Regions from separate parts of the Mus musculus genome. Here region 1 is linked to region 2. The links are chromatin contacts, called in public HiChIP or PLAC-seq maps. All regions are on one chromosome and are shown on one strand. The core of a region is the stretch at or near the end of the contact, and the rest is flanking DNA. Distances in the headings are between cores, read along the strand shown. Region 1 holds the start of Meg3 (maternally expressed 3). Region 2 overlaps Gm34081 (a long non-coding RNA gene).

What was found. HiChIP or PLAC-seq counts read pairs in DNA pulled down with a chosen protein or histone mark.
Region 1: an H3K27ac HiChIP or PLAC-seq map of differentiating embryonic stem cells shows a contact between it and region 2, with 2.7 times the contacts expected there. The contact joins the promoter of Meg3 here to the enhancer-like site in region 2. A contact is called at or near these places in 2 of 39 promoter capture datasets (embryonic stem cells and stem cell-derived epiblast-like cells), 3 of 15 datasets of contacts at CTCF or cohesin (embryonic stem cells and stem cell-derived epiblast-like cells), 21 of 484 Hi-C or Micro-C datasets (the HPC-7 cell line, the N1E-115 cell line, cortical neurons and 3 more), 15 of 115 datasets of contacts at active chromatin or transcription factors (cardiomyocytes, differentiating embryonic stem cells, embryonic stem cells and 3 more) and 1 of 9 other capture datasets (embryonic stem cells).

The regions. Positions count from the first base shown.
Region 1 is chr12:109,538,444-109,544,615 of GRCm38.p6, reverse strand. It overlaps Meg3 (maternally expressed 3), which reads right to left and starts at 3,620. Exons shown (of 10, transcript NR_027652.1): 1 at 3,517-3,620; 2 at 767-916; 3 at 1-589. It overlaps Gm34081 (a long non-coding RNA gene), which reads left to right and starts at 4,467. Exons shown (of 8, transcript XR_003950134.1): 1 at 4,467-5,003. It overlaps Mir1906-1 (microRNA 1906-1), which reads right to left and starts at 75; the gene lies at 1-75.
Region 2 is chr12:109,497,298-109,503,384 of GRCm38.p6, reverse strand. The region is part of intron 7 of Gm34081 (a long non-coding RNA gene); the gene reads left to right. Among named protein-coding and RNA genes, the nearest start is that of Gm34017, 9.2 kb to the left of the region's middle. Within about 2 kb of position 3,079, at least 15 of the 459 cell types and tissues checked have an H3K27ac peak or open chromatin away from gene starts, as enhancers often do. A contact at or near this core is called in differentiating embryonic stem cells, where this site is marked.

The sequences.
Region 1 (6,172 bases), core at 2,371-4,870, 41 kb before region 2:
CTGCCCAGCCCTGCCTCAGGCTGCTGCAGTTCATTTAATTCTCACAACAACCCTAGGAGGTTGCTCCTAATGTCCCCACTACCCCAAAAGGGACATCTCCGAGAAGGTGGGTGGAGGAGGGGGAGGGGACATGCCTTGGGGGGTCAGCCACGTGCTCATTCCAGAAGGAAGCACCCCACCCCACCCCACCCACGGAGTTGCCAGCAAGATGCTGGTCGCCCCTGACCCGGGTCCCCCTCCTGAGAGGTTCCCAAAGGGACCCTTTTGCTCAGGACATTGTTAGGACAGCATGATCAGTCACAAGGGACGACCCTCCTCGGGGAGGGCAGCACTCCAGTTCACTAGCAGATGAACACGAGCACAGATGTACAGGAAAGGGCTCAGACTCAAGACACAAGCAGAGCAAAGGTCAAGGGCCATGGCCAGTGCCCCCTCACTAGGGCACTGGTTCAAGGTTTGAACCCCAGAGAAACTAGCTGGCCACTGATGATCCTCTTTGTCGCTTGTCCCTCGCTGTCCTGATCCCAGGGGGGTCCACAAGGAGTTGCTCTGTATGGTAGTGGGTTCCTGGAATCCGTGCTCCTTGGCTCTACAAATAACCAAAGGTTAGAGAATTTATTAAATGCCCAGGTATAGGTATTAATTACAATGTAAGCTAATTAATTATAACTAATTATAATTTCAGCTAATTATTTAACATTTTAAGTTGTCTTTAATGGCTAATGGGTCTGGGGGTGATGAATGTGCAATGGGCAGGAGAGCTCACAGGCCATATAACATGCAGGCAACTTGAGGGAGTGGCTGGGGTACCAGGAGGTAGAGGTGCACAGCAGGTACTCGAGCAGCAGCCTTGGCATCCAGAAGGTGGTCCTGGAAGACTGGTGTGAGCCGATGATGTCATCCCTGAAGAGAGAGCCTAGGATATGGGAGGGGGTTGTTAGAAACCACCTTGATGACCTCTAACGGCCAGCCCAGGAACAGCATAGAGAGGGAGGGGGCAAGTGAAAGAGGAGAGAAGGGAGGGGAAGGCTTGGGGGGAAAGAGGGAGGGGTGGGAGGGATCAGGGAAGAGAAGCAGGGATGGGGTGGAGGGAAGGAAGAGAAGGGAGGGGTAAGAGGAATGAGGGAAATGGGTAGGGGCGGGAGGAGAAAGGAGGAGGAAGGGAGGGGTAAGAGGAATGAGGGAAGTGGGTGGGGGGGAGAAAGGAGGAGGGAGGAGGGAGGAGAAGTGGGAGGAGGGAAGAAGTGAGGAAAAATGGGAGGGGGAAGATAGGGGAGAAAAGTGGGAGGGGAAAGAGGGAGAGGAGAAATGGGAGGGGGAGGAGGGAGAAGAAATGGGAGGGGGAGGAGGGAGAAGAAATGGGAGGGGGGAGGAGGGAAAACAGAAATGGGAGGGGGAAGAGGGAAAGTAGAAATGGGAGGAGAAGTAGGAGGAGAAATGGGAGGGGAGGACAGCAATGGGAGGGGTACAGATGAATTGATTGACAGGTCACAAGTGTTAGCTGTGTGCGCATGCGCAACTCTAGCGCTAGTCTGGCAGGCCAAGAACCATTTGCACATAGAGACCGCTAGGGGGCGCGCGGCCCGCACTCACTAAGACTCCAATAGCCCAACCACCTGAGGCACCCCCACAGGCGCCAGGACGCAGCTGCTAGAGCTAGACTGACGTAGGAGGGGGGAGGGCGCCCAACAGGTTTCAGGCTTGGGGGGGGGGGGCAGAGCCCACATCAGCCATCTTTAAGGGTCGCTATGCACCCCCATCGCCTCTGCCTGAGCCATTTTCCAGACATGACGCAGCACACACACAGGCATCCAGGAGCCGCCTTGCACCAAAGAGACCCTGCAGTAAGGGGCTGCCCCCAGACCACAATTCTACTCCTGATAAGTAAAAGCAGGACGCTGCCCCCACCCACCATTAGTAAATCCAATTAAGCATAATTAAAATTTAAAGACTCAATTCTTAATACAGAACACTCATTTTTGAGGTCTTCAGCTATATGACAAAATAAAGGCAGACCACCCTGCCTCCCCCCACCCAATTAACACCCTTCTCCTCAAAACCTTGCCCCCCCTTTGCCACGTCAACTCTCAAGACCCTTATGGATGACGCCTAATTAATTAATATTTTTTGCAATTCTTCCTCAAAAAGCCACACCTTTCTAAGACCCCAGAAAACACAAATCACTGAAAATAAATTAATCTGCGTCCATGACACCCTAAATCACACAGCCACTGCAGATGACGCCATCTCTGACCTATTGTAAGTCCTGCAAGCGCACCTTAGTGAATCCAGGTATCTACTAACATTTCCCCATAGGTAAATGAACCCATGGTCCCGCAACCCATCTCGCTCCCGACCCCCTCCTGCAGGAGAACAAAGGCCACCTCCTCTTCCCTCCCCACCCCGCCCCCCAAAATTCCGCAGTGCCACCAGCGCCCTCTTGCGGCCATCAATAGAACATTCTAGAAACCTGCCACGTCGCAGCCCTCAGGCTGCCCCCCCCCTCAGCCAGCCAGCCCAGAATGAGGAGGGGGCGGCCAGGGGGGGCTTCACGGGGACAAAGGAAACGGCAAAAGGTGATTTACCAAAAGTCAAAAGCCTTCAACACGTCAGAATCTAGCCGCAGCCATCATGCGCAATGCCAAAAAGAACCCTGCCTCCAAATTTCCAGCACTCAGATCACCCCCCACACCTCCACACACCCCCTTTTCTGCATTTTATCTTTTCCTTCCTATGAGACGCAAGGACGTGGGGTTTTTTCTACCCTAGCCCACCCCCCACATCTATTCTGCCTTTGCCCCCCGGTTCCGCAGCCTTCTCTGTGATCTGGGGGTCTCCGGCTAGATTTGCCTTTGACGCCCTCTCTTTCCGCTGTTAAAGTAGCTGCGTCAGGAAACGGCTAGTAATGGTTACATTTTTTTTCCCACTATATTTTGCCCGAGGTTAGGTCTATACTAAACCCGAGTATCTGGATTCAGAATTGCTGGTCAACATGAACCTCTAAATCTTACGCCCACGTTCCGCCGAGAACCTGGCTAGGAGAAAAAGATGGCTCGAGACCCCCCTTTTCAGGTACCCCCCCCCCATTTTATGGGGCTTGCGGGATGATGCATCGCCGCCATGTCTCTCACCATTAATGCGATTCTAAGGGGGGCTTTCAGCCACCAAAACCAGGTTTTTAGACCCCAGAAACAAAAATACACTGGATTTGGGGGCGGAATATCTCATTATTGCTGCTTTTCTTAATCAGGGTCTCTACCGCGCTGCCCACACTAGTGAGAAAAAAAGCCCTAGTGGACCGGACCCCCCCACACCCGCGAGAAAAATGTGCCTGAGGATTCTTTTCCTTGCAGAATTTCGTGTTGGATGCTGGGGACCAGGCTAAGGGGCTGGCTTTGGGAGAAGGTCCCCAGCACTGGCCTTTCGGCATGTCCAGGAGGACGGAGCCGAAGCCAGATAGTGATGTCGTCTTCATTTTTGCACATCCTTTCAGGCAAAGGATGGCTAACCACTCACCAGGTAAGAGATTCTTCTGTGGGCGCCCCGGGTTTCTGGAAGAGCTGCAGCCAAGGCCAGCAGAGCCGAGGCGAGCTCTATTCCAGCTCTTCGTCTTCTGTGCTAGGGGCTGGCTGGGTGGGGTTTATATAAAGGCGCAGAAGGGGTGGTCTTTGACGTCAGCGCATTCTGCTGCAATGCGCTCATTTCTCTAAAAGTGATTGGCCGGAAAAATGAGCCCCCCAGATTCTATGACAAATTGCTGTAGCCGCACCCAGACTGCAGCAAAGAACGAAGGAAAAAAAAATCTGCCGCAGTGCCCCTGGCCGCCATGACCAACACCCTGTGGTCGCTGGTGATTTTTCCCTACATGAGCCCTAGTTGTGGATGGAAGGGCGATTTGTAGACAGAAACTGGGGGGAAATAACCCCAACTGGTGATTGTTCTCAGGCGACCAAGGATAAAGGTGGGGTACCGGGGATCGGCAGATGGCTTGCCTGGGTTTCTCAGAACATCAGTCAGGGGCTCCGGCTTAGGAAAGGAGAGCGTTGTTTTTTCCTAATTGCACTGGAAATTTTTAATAAAAATCCCAGATAAAATAATTGATTCCCAAATGTTAGCCTGGAGGCTGTCACCCCCACATAGGGTACCCCGATTCTGACGGACTATCTTGATACGGGGAATTTGGCATTGTTGAGGCAAAAGGACCTTGATTTTGAGTCCCAGGCTTTACAGAAGATACAACCTGTGCACCAAAAACCTTGCGCTATTCCGCCCTTTCCCAAGGACCCATTTCTGCCCGTTACAGGGGTACCCAGCAACCCGGAGTGTACTGTGAATATAGGCGCAACTGTGCCCCCTAAGAAAAGTACTTAATTAGTGAAAATGGGGTCCCTGTGGTAATGCTTAGAGTACACCCCCAAATCGGGCTGATTCCCCACACTTTGAAGGGCGCCCCCCCCTCTCCGCAGCCCAAGCAGACACATGTTGCTATGGTGCGTAGCTGCTGGCTGCGGACGCTCTGAGACTTGGCACAGGAGAGCTAATCCTTAACAGGTGGTACCTCCGGCTGCTCTGCCTACCCTAAGTGGCAAAGGGGGCAACATGTCCATCAAATGTCCTCTCGAAAAGGTCAGAATGCTGTTGAAAGGGACGAAGGATCTATCTTGGGGTGACAGGTGGGTGGCAACTGTGAGTCCAAAGAAGAAGCGTCTGGTGACAGAAAAGGAGCGAGAATGATTGAGACCCTAAAAGGAAAGTCAGAGGCCCTGTGGAGGACATGAAGCTGGAAGAGCCCCCCACCCCCACCCCCCCGCCGCCGCCTTATTTACGCCTCTGCAGCTGCTTTCGCGTAAGCCCCCTATGGCCAGCAAGCCTAGGATGCCACTGTGACTCGGGTCCTGGGGCTGAGAGGCACTGAGAAAAGCCACCGCTGAGCCCAGGGTTACCGATCAGCAGCTTGCCGGCGAGGTGACTCAGGCCTTTTCAGGGGTGGGGGCGTTGTTAAGGTAGGAACCGATGCACTTCGGAGGGTGAAAATGAAGGTTTAGGGCTTTGGGGGCATCAAAAAGAGCTTTCTGAATGTGTCAGATACTGGGAGAGAAAGAAAACACCCCATTTTTGCAAAGAGCCCCCCAAAAGAAGGCCCCTGACAAGCTAAAGAGGCCTTCTCCAGCCACAGACGTCATTATGCAGCAAAAAACATGGCTCCCAGCACCATAGTCAACAGGAGACATTTATTAACCCACAGTATTATTAGCTAGGAAACAGCCAGAGCTGGCTGGGGCCAATCATCAGCAAGGAGACCCTGTCGTCAAGCCCCTGTGGCCAATCAGACACCAGAAGGCCCAGTTGCTAGCCTCTGGGGGCAGAGGCAAGGGGTGCGCATTGTCATGGAGGCTCATGTTCGTGGCCCACGACGAGTGGGATTGCAGCGGCCACTAGAGAGCATCAGTAGCCATGTACTAGGGGTCCCTGAAGGCTGTCAGCATTGCAGCCCCCAAAAGAACGTGAGCTGGAGCCTGGTGTGAGCCTCTGGCAAGCACTGACAGGACCCTCAGACACCCAACAGCCATTCTCTGGGCTCCAAGCCCTGTGTCCTTGAGAGAAGGAGGGCCTCCACAGCAAAGTCAGCCTTTGCATTTTTTTCCCCCCTGGGCCTCTTGCTCCTAAGCCTGTTCCTGGCAGCAAACCGTATCCCTCAGCTTCAAAGCCTTTACTGACAGGCCAAGGTAACAGACCCTGGAAGCTATGTGTTTCTGACAAACTGCGCAGTGGTTGGAATCTCAGCCCTGTTCCCTCCCAGCTGGTAGGCCAAGGTCCAGGCCCTTCCCCAGTCTGGGCCCCTATTTCCTCATCTGGAAAAAGGAAAGAGTTGGACAGGAGAGTCCCCAGGGAGCCTTCCAGTCCTGCTTTGCTTGATTTGAATGTATACATCAGGCGAGTCAAATGTCTTCCAGAACATTCTTCATGACAGTAATTAGTATCAGGTGTATTTTGTAGTCCATGTGGTTACTTCATCTTGCAGCTTTTCTTTCCATTGTATTTTATTTTATTTTAAACAGAACTCCATGGCAACATGTTTGTCCTTCTGGCTTCCTAAAATAAAGGCAAAAATAAGGATGGGGTAACGGGGGGCACCAGAGAATGCTGTAAACGAATCTCTACTAAGTCTTAC
Region 2 (6,087 bases), core at 1,830-4,329:
CAGCTCCTCTTCATGTACCACACTGCCTACAGAAAGGCCCCGTACAAGGGCCGATGAGAAGCAACCTGAGGGAGCTGTAAATGTGGAAGAAGCCTGTGGAAGCCTCAAGGAAATAGTGGCCTGGGGGCACATCAAAGCCAGGGAGGGTACTGAAACTCCTCTGCCTCTGAACAACTCTCCAACATGAAACATTTCAACGTTTTCACAGAGGACTTGGGGTAGAAGTTTTGCTTCCTTATACCCTTTCTCTGCTAAGGGAAGTCTACACAGGCCTGGTTCTGGGGACCCTTGAAAGCCAGGTCCAGCACCCCCTACCCCCCTATCTCCATTTTGCTGACTATTTAGGGACTTTCCTAGTTGCTATGAGTCTAGCCTGTCTTGGATATAGCCAGCTCTACAGACTGCTGAACAGCTGTGCCTACCCCTCTCCGCCCCCCCCACCCCCCCAGTCCTTCCCTCCATTCCTGTCCTGGGCCTGCAACAAGGATACTTTACATGTAGATCAAGAGTCTTTTCTCACTCCTCTTAGATCACTGGGCAGGAATGGTGGCATTTGCTGCCTCTGCACATGGTGGTAACTGGATCAGCAGAGAGCCCCCCCCACATCTTCCTACAAGGCCTGCGCCATCCTGAAATAGCCTGAATGTATGTATGGTATCTCCTGGAACAGAAGAAGCCAGCATTTAAACATCCTTGGTATCTTGTTTATGCTTGGTAGTTACCAACAAGGCAGGTGGGCTCTGGAGAGCCTCATTCCTTACGAGGGCTCCCGGATCAACAGCACACATAGCTTCCGAGACTAGGGGCTGAGGTCAGCACCCACATAGGCTGCTGCTGCTTGATGGATGTCCTTCACACAGCTGAGGTCTGCAGTCACAGGCTGGGCCCAGCTCCAGGACCCTAACCCTAGCCATTTCCTTTTATAGTAAGAAAAAAATGAACCCAGAAAAATGGTAGGGGCTGCATGGGCAGACAAGGACCCAGGCGGACTAGGCACCCAGATAGTCACAAGGGGAAACTATGAATCCTTGAGACTGAATTCTGAAGAGGAAATCAGGCAGAGTAAAACTCCCACAGGCTTACTGGCCACCCAGCCAGAGGACAGTCCATTGCCTTCATCTTCTGTAGTAGTGGCTGCCTGTGCATTATGGGATATTATCAAATGATGGCAGTGCGCTAGTCACCCACAGGTAGAATATGCATGCCCATCTATCCAATAAGAAGTAAAAATTAAATGATAACTTTAAATTATTTCAGTGAAGAATGCTTTTGATATGTTAAAAAAAACTAACTGTGTGTGTGTGTGTGTGTGGTAAATGCTTGCAGCAAAATCTTAAGTAAAAACCAATATAAAATTGTGTGTTGTATTATAACAAAAATTTAAAATTAGGACTAGTGAGGAGGTTCAGTGGGTAAAAATGCTTTCTGCCAAACCTGACTAACTGAATTCAACCTCAGACTCCATGGTGGAAAGAGAAAATCCAATTACAACACGCTTGCGTGCGCGCGCGCACACACACACACACTCACACACACACAGACACACACTCACACACACTCACACATACACACGCAAGTACACAAATATGCACACACACATACAAACACATATATATGAAACTATTCTTGAAAATATTTACGAAGGAAACAAGCTAAAATTATTAGAAATGGTTATCTCAAAGTAGTGAAAAAGAGGTTTTTTGTTTGTTTTTCCATGCTGGGATCAAACCTGGAGCCTAGCACATTCTAGGCAAATGCCCTACTGTGAAACTGTAAACCCACAGTGAGGGTTTTTATGAATGTTGTTTTTTTTTTTTTTTTCCTGTACTTGGCTGGTTTTTTACAAAATTCTAAAGAGCTCTGTAAGTAGAGGGGGAAAAATAGATTAAGCAAAGGAATAATGGTGAATTTAAAACAAGCACACTCTCTGAAGCCTCTCCAGGCACTGCTGTCCGTTGTCCCCAGGGTAAAGTCACTTCCAGCTGAATTTGCTGCTTTTGAGGGGTGGACTTTACCTGATGGCATGGCAGGGGACATCCTGTGCTGATAAGATGCCTGTGATTGCAGGCATCAGGAGGTCTGCATCCTGGGACCTCTGTGGCAACCTCTACCCTTTCTACTCACTGCTAGCTGGAGACACAGAGCCTGTGTCCACACACACGTGCCTTTGCTGCCCAGGCCTAGGTTAATGTTCAGTGAAACTCGCTAAGCCTCACAAAACCCTAACAGGCACTGGGTCCATCCAGACTGACGCCTACCCAGAAAGCCAAGTGTTCCCTCTCACGAAAAACCCAAGTCTTCAGAGGATTCTGGCATAGACCAGAGTCCTTAGAGATCTAATGAAGCTCACAGCTCAAGAGAGAGAATTGGGGGGGGGGGGGGGGAGACAGGGAAAACCTGTAGAGGACAGAGGTCGAAGAACAAAGAGGGTGGGCTGAGGGGCTGCATGACTGTTAGGGACAGGGTGAGAAGATTCCAAAGCTGGTGGAGAGAGGAAGAGATAAGAAGGGTCAAGATAAGATAGCCCTTGTTTGTTCTCCAGGCAGGTTTGGAGGCTGGGGAACAGTGAAGTTTTAGCTTTCCCCTCCACGTTGTCTTCCAGGGTAATCTCTGCTCAGCAGAAAGATCCAGAGCCACCAAGCCACCATTTTCCTTCATTCAGATTCCCAGACTACCCTTCAGCAAAAAGCAGAAGACTCTTGTGTCATGGATAGCCCCTGATGGCATCTTTAGCCAAAGCAGGGGGTTGGAGGGGTTGTCTGTGATGTAGAGAGCACACCAGTCACCAGTCACTCATGTCTACTTCTTCCTACCCACCTGAGGTTGGTAGGGGTGGGGACCGGGGGTAGCTGTGTCAGACCTAGATGACACTCTCCCTTGGATGGGTTACACTGAAAAGACCTAAACCTAAGAGATCCTTGTGGAAACAGTGGACTACTGAGGAAGTCGGGGTCTTCCCAGAAGTCATTAGAGACTCGGGAAACCATCTCCTCCGGAAGGGAGGAGCAGAGCCCAGAGAGGCCAGGGCGGTGCTGGATCCAGGCACAGCCACAGAGACCAGCAGGTTCAGTGCGAGCGTGCTGCCATCGTGTGGAGGTCTGACCCAGAAGGTCCCCAAGGGTCTTGGGACACCCCCTGTGCCCCCAGTGAGAACCTCACAGGCCATGGTACCTCTGCCCCTAGACCACAGGCCTAAATGGGCCCAGAAGGTTTTGGCAGTGTGACTTGGCTGGGTTATGGCATTCTGGGGCCTCATACTTTCCAGGATAGATGGGCGGGCGGGTGGTTTGAACAAGCAAACCTAATCCTAGAGCCTGTCAAGAGAGATTGACAGCCCAGGAAGGGGCAGCCAGGCTGGAGCCAGACAGGGCCAGATCCCTAAACTGGCTGCTCCAACTTGGGGCTGAGGGATTAACCCTGCCCAGTCCTTTCGAAAGGGTGGACACCAGGATTCTTTGGATACTCACCAGAAAGGCCCACTTCTCCCCTCATTACCGTTTGCCTCCTAGGTCCCTATCCCTGCCCATCTTGTGTCCCAGGGGCACCCAAAACAGCAGAGAGTAGCACTGATCCCGGTCCCAGCCCCAGCCCCAGCCCCAGCCCCATCTTGCATGTTCGGAGCTTCTTCCCATGAAACAGATGGGAACCATGCTCCCTCTTGACCCCGCCTTCTTCCATCAGGGCACTCCCATCCCTCCGGGTAGACAGAGGTAGGCAGTGCAGCCCCTCTTTCTTTCTTTCTTTCTTTCTTTCTTTCTTTCTTTCTTTCTTTCTTTCTTTCTTTCTTTCTCTCTCTCTCTCTCTCTCTCTCTCTCTCTCTCTCTCTCTTTCTCTCTTTCTTTCCTTCCTTTTTTTCTTTCTTCCTTTTTTTAAAAGATATATCTATATATTTTATGTATATGAGTACACTGTAGCTGTCTTCAGACACACCAGAAGAAGGCATTGGATTCCATTACAGATGGTTGTGAGCCATCATGTGGTTGCTGGGAATTGAACTCAGGACCTCTGGAAGAGCAGTCAGTGTTCTTAACCACTGAGCTATCTCTCCAGCCCACAGCCCCTCTTTCAAGCATGCATCAGTCCATCAAAACCAATATTAAACGCCAGGCAGTGGTGGTGCACGTCTTTAATCCCAGCACTCGGGAGGCAGAGGCAGGCGGATTTCTGAGTTTGAGACCAGCCTGGTCTACAAAGTGAGTTCCAGGACAGCCAGGGCTATACAGAGAAATCCTGTCTCGAAAAAACAAAACAAAACAAAACAAAAACAAACAAACAAAAAAAAACAAAAACAAAAACAAAAAAACCAATAATAACCTAGTACAGGAAGGCCAGCCCAGGCTACATAGTAAGACTCTTTATTTATATTTTTTTAGATTTAAAGACAGAGTCGCTGTATCCAAGGCTGTCCTGGAGCTCATTATCCAACTGAGGTGATTTTAAGTGTCTGCTCCACTTTCCTCTGTCTCCTGAATGCTAGGATTGCAGGCACACACCATCAGACCTGGCTTTATGATGTGCTAGAGACCAAACCTTTATCTTTATCAGGAAACACAAGTATTTTATCAGTGAAACTGCATTCGAACCTCTGCCAGACCCTATCTTAAAAAAAACAAAAAAACAAAAAAACAACAAAAAAAAAACTGGACCGGGCAGTGGTGGCGCACACCTTTAATCCCAGCACTTGGCAGGCAGATTTCTGAGTTCGAGGCCAGCCTAGTCTATAGAGTGAGTTCCAGGACAGCCAGGGCTACACCGAGAAACCCTGTCTTGGGAAGAAAAAAAATCCATAGTAGCTCTGTCTCTTGGGGTTTCCCCAGGAAGCAGACACTTCGAGAAAATAGATACTAAGTAGACCCTCAGCTAGAGGGGTGCAGAAAGGGCCTCCAGGGGTTATATTGGTTTTCCATGGTTGAAAATGTTAGTGACAGAAAGAAGTTCCTGGAGTGATGGGTAACACATAGCCAGAGAGTCCCCCAACAGAAGCAGTGGCCTTCCTTGGGCCTACTGATGGCAATCCCAGGGGACAAATGGGCCAAGTTCATGACTTTTGTCCTTCTGGATACTTAGCAGAATGTGGGGAGATGGGGAGACTCCAGGGCAGACTCTCCTCAAAGTGAGCAGGGTTTTACGCATGGTGCAAGGATGGGGCTCAAGGGGGGGGGGCTATCATGGACCACAGGCAAAGCTTTTTTTTGTCTTTTTTTGTTGTTTTGTTTTTTGTTTTGTTTTTGTTTTTCGAGACACGGTTTCTCTGTGTAGCCCTGGCTGTCCTGGAACTCACTCTGTAGACCAGGCTGGCCTCGAACTCAGAAATCGGCCTGCCTCTGCCTCCCAAGTGCTGGGATTAAAGGCGTGCGCCACCACCGCCCGGCCAACAGGCACAGCTTATTAGATGTTTCTCCCGTCAGAAGGCTTCTCTTGCAGGGAAGGGCATTCCCCACCTCAGACTCCTGCTCCAGGAGATGCTCTACTCCAAAGGGCAAGTCTGAACGAAAAAGAAAAGACCTTCACTGGCTGCTCTCTGCTTGGCCCTGACCGTTGGTCCTGGGTTCCTATAGGCTGCTGGGCCCTGGGTTACCTGGGTTCTGTCACATTTGGCCTTGGAGGCTGTCTTGGAACAGGGTCTAGCCAGTGGCTATGAATCCCCGCTGCCCTGCCCCCCCCCCCCCCCCCGAGATTAAACTCGTGTGTCACCACATCTGGCCAGTGCTTGCATTCTATGTCCTAAATATTAGTCTCAGATATGAAAATGTTAAGGCAGAATTCTGTTGCCTAAACTGAATGAGTTAATGGTTGTAAAGTCCCCCTGCTTTCTTCCTTGTATCTCTCTATATATGTATATCTCATATACACGTACATACATCGTGGCTGTTTCACTTTGAGACAGGGTCTCACATAGACCAGGCTAGTCTCAGATTTGCTGTGTACCTGAAGATGACCTTGAGTTAATGCTGCCATGCTAAGTAAGTGTGCCGCGGATCTCTCCCAGGGCTTCCTCCATGTGTAACCAGCATCCTGTCAGCTAGCTACATGGCTACCTCTCTTCATGCAGATGCGATTCCCCCCCATGTGACAGACAGCCTTGAA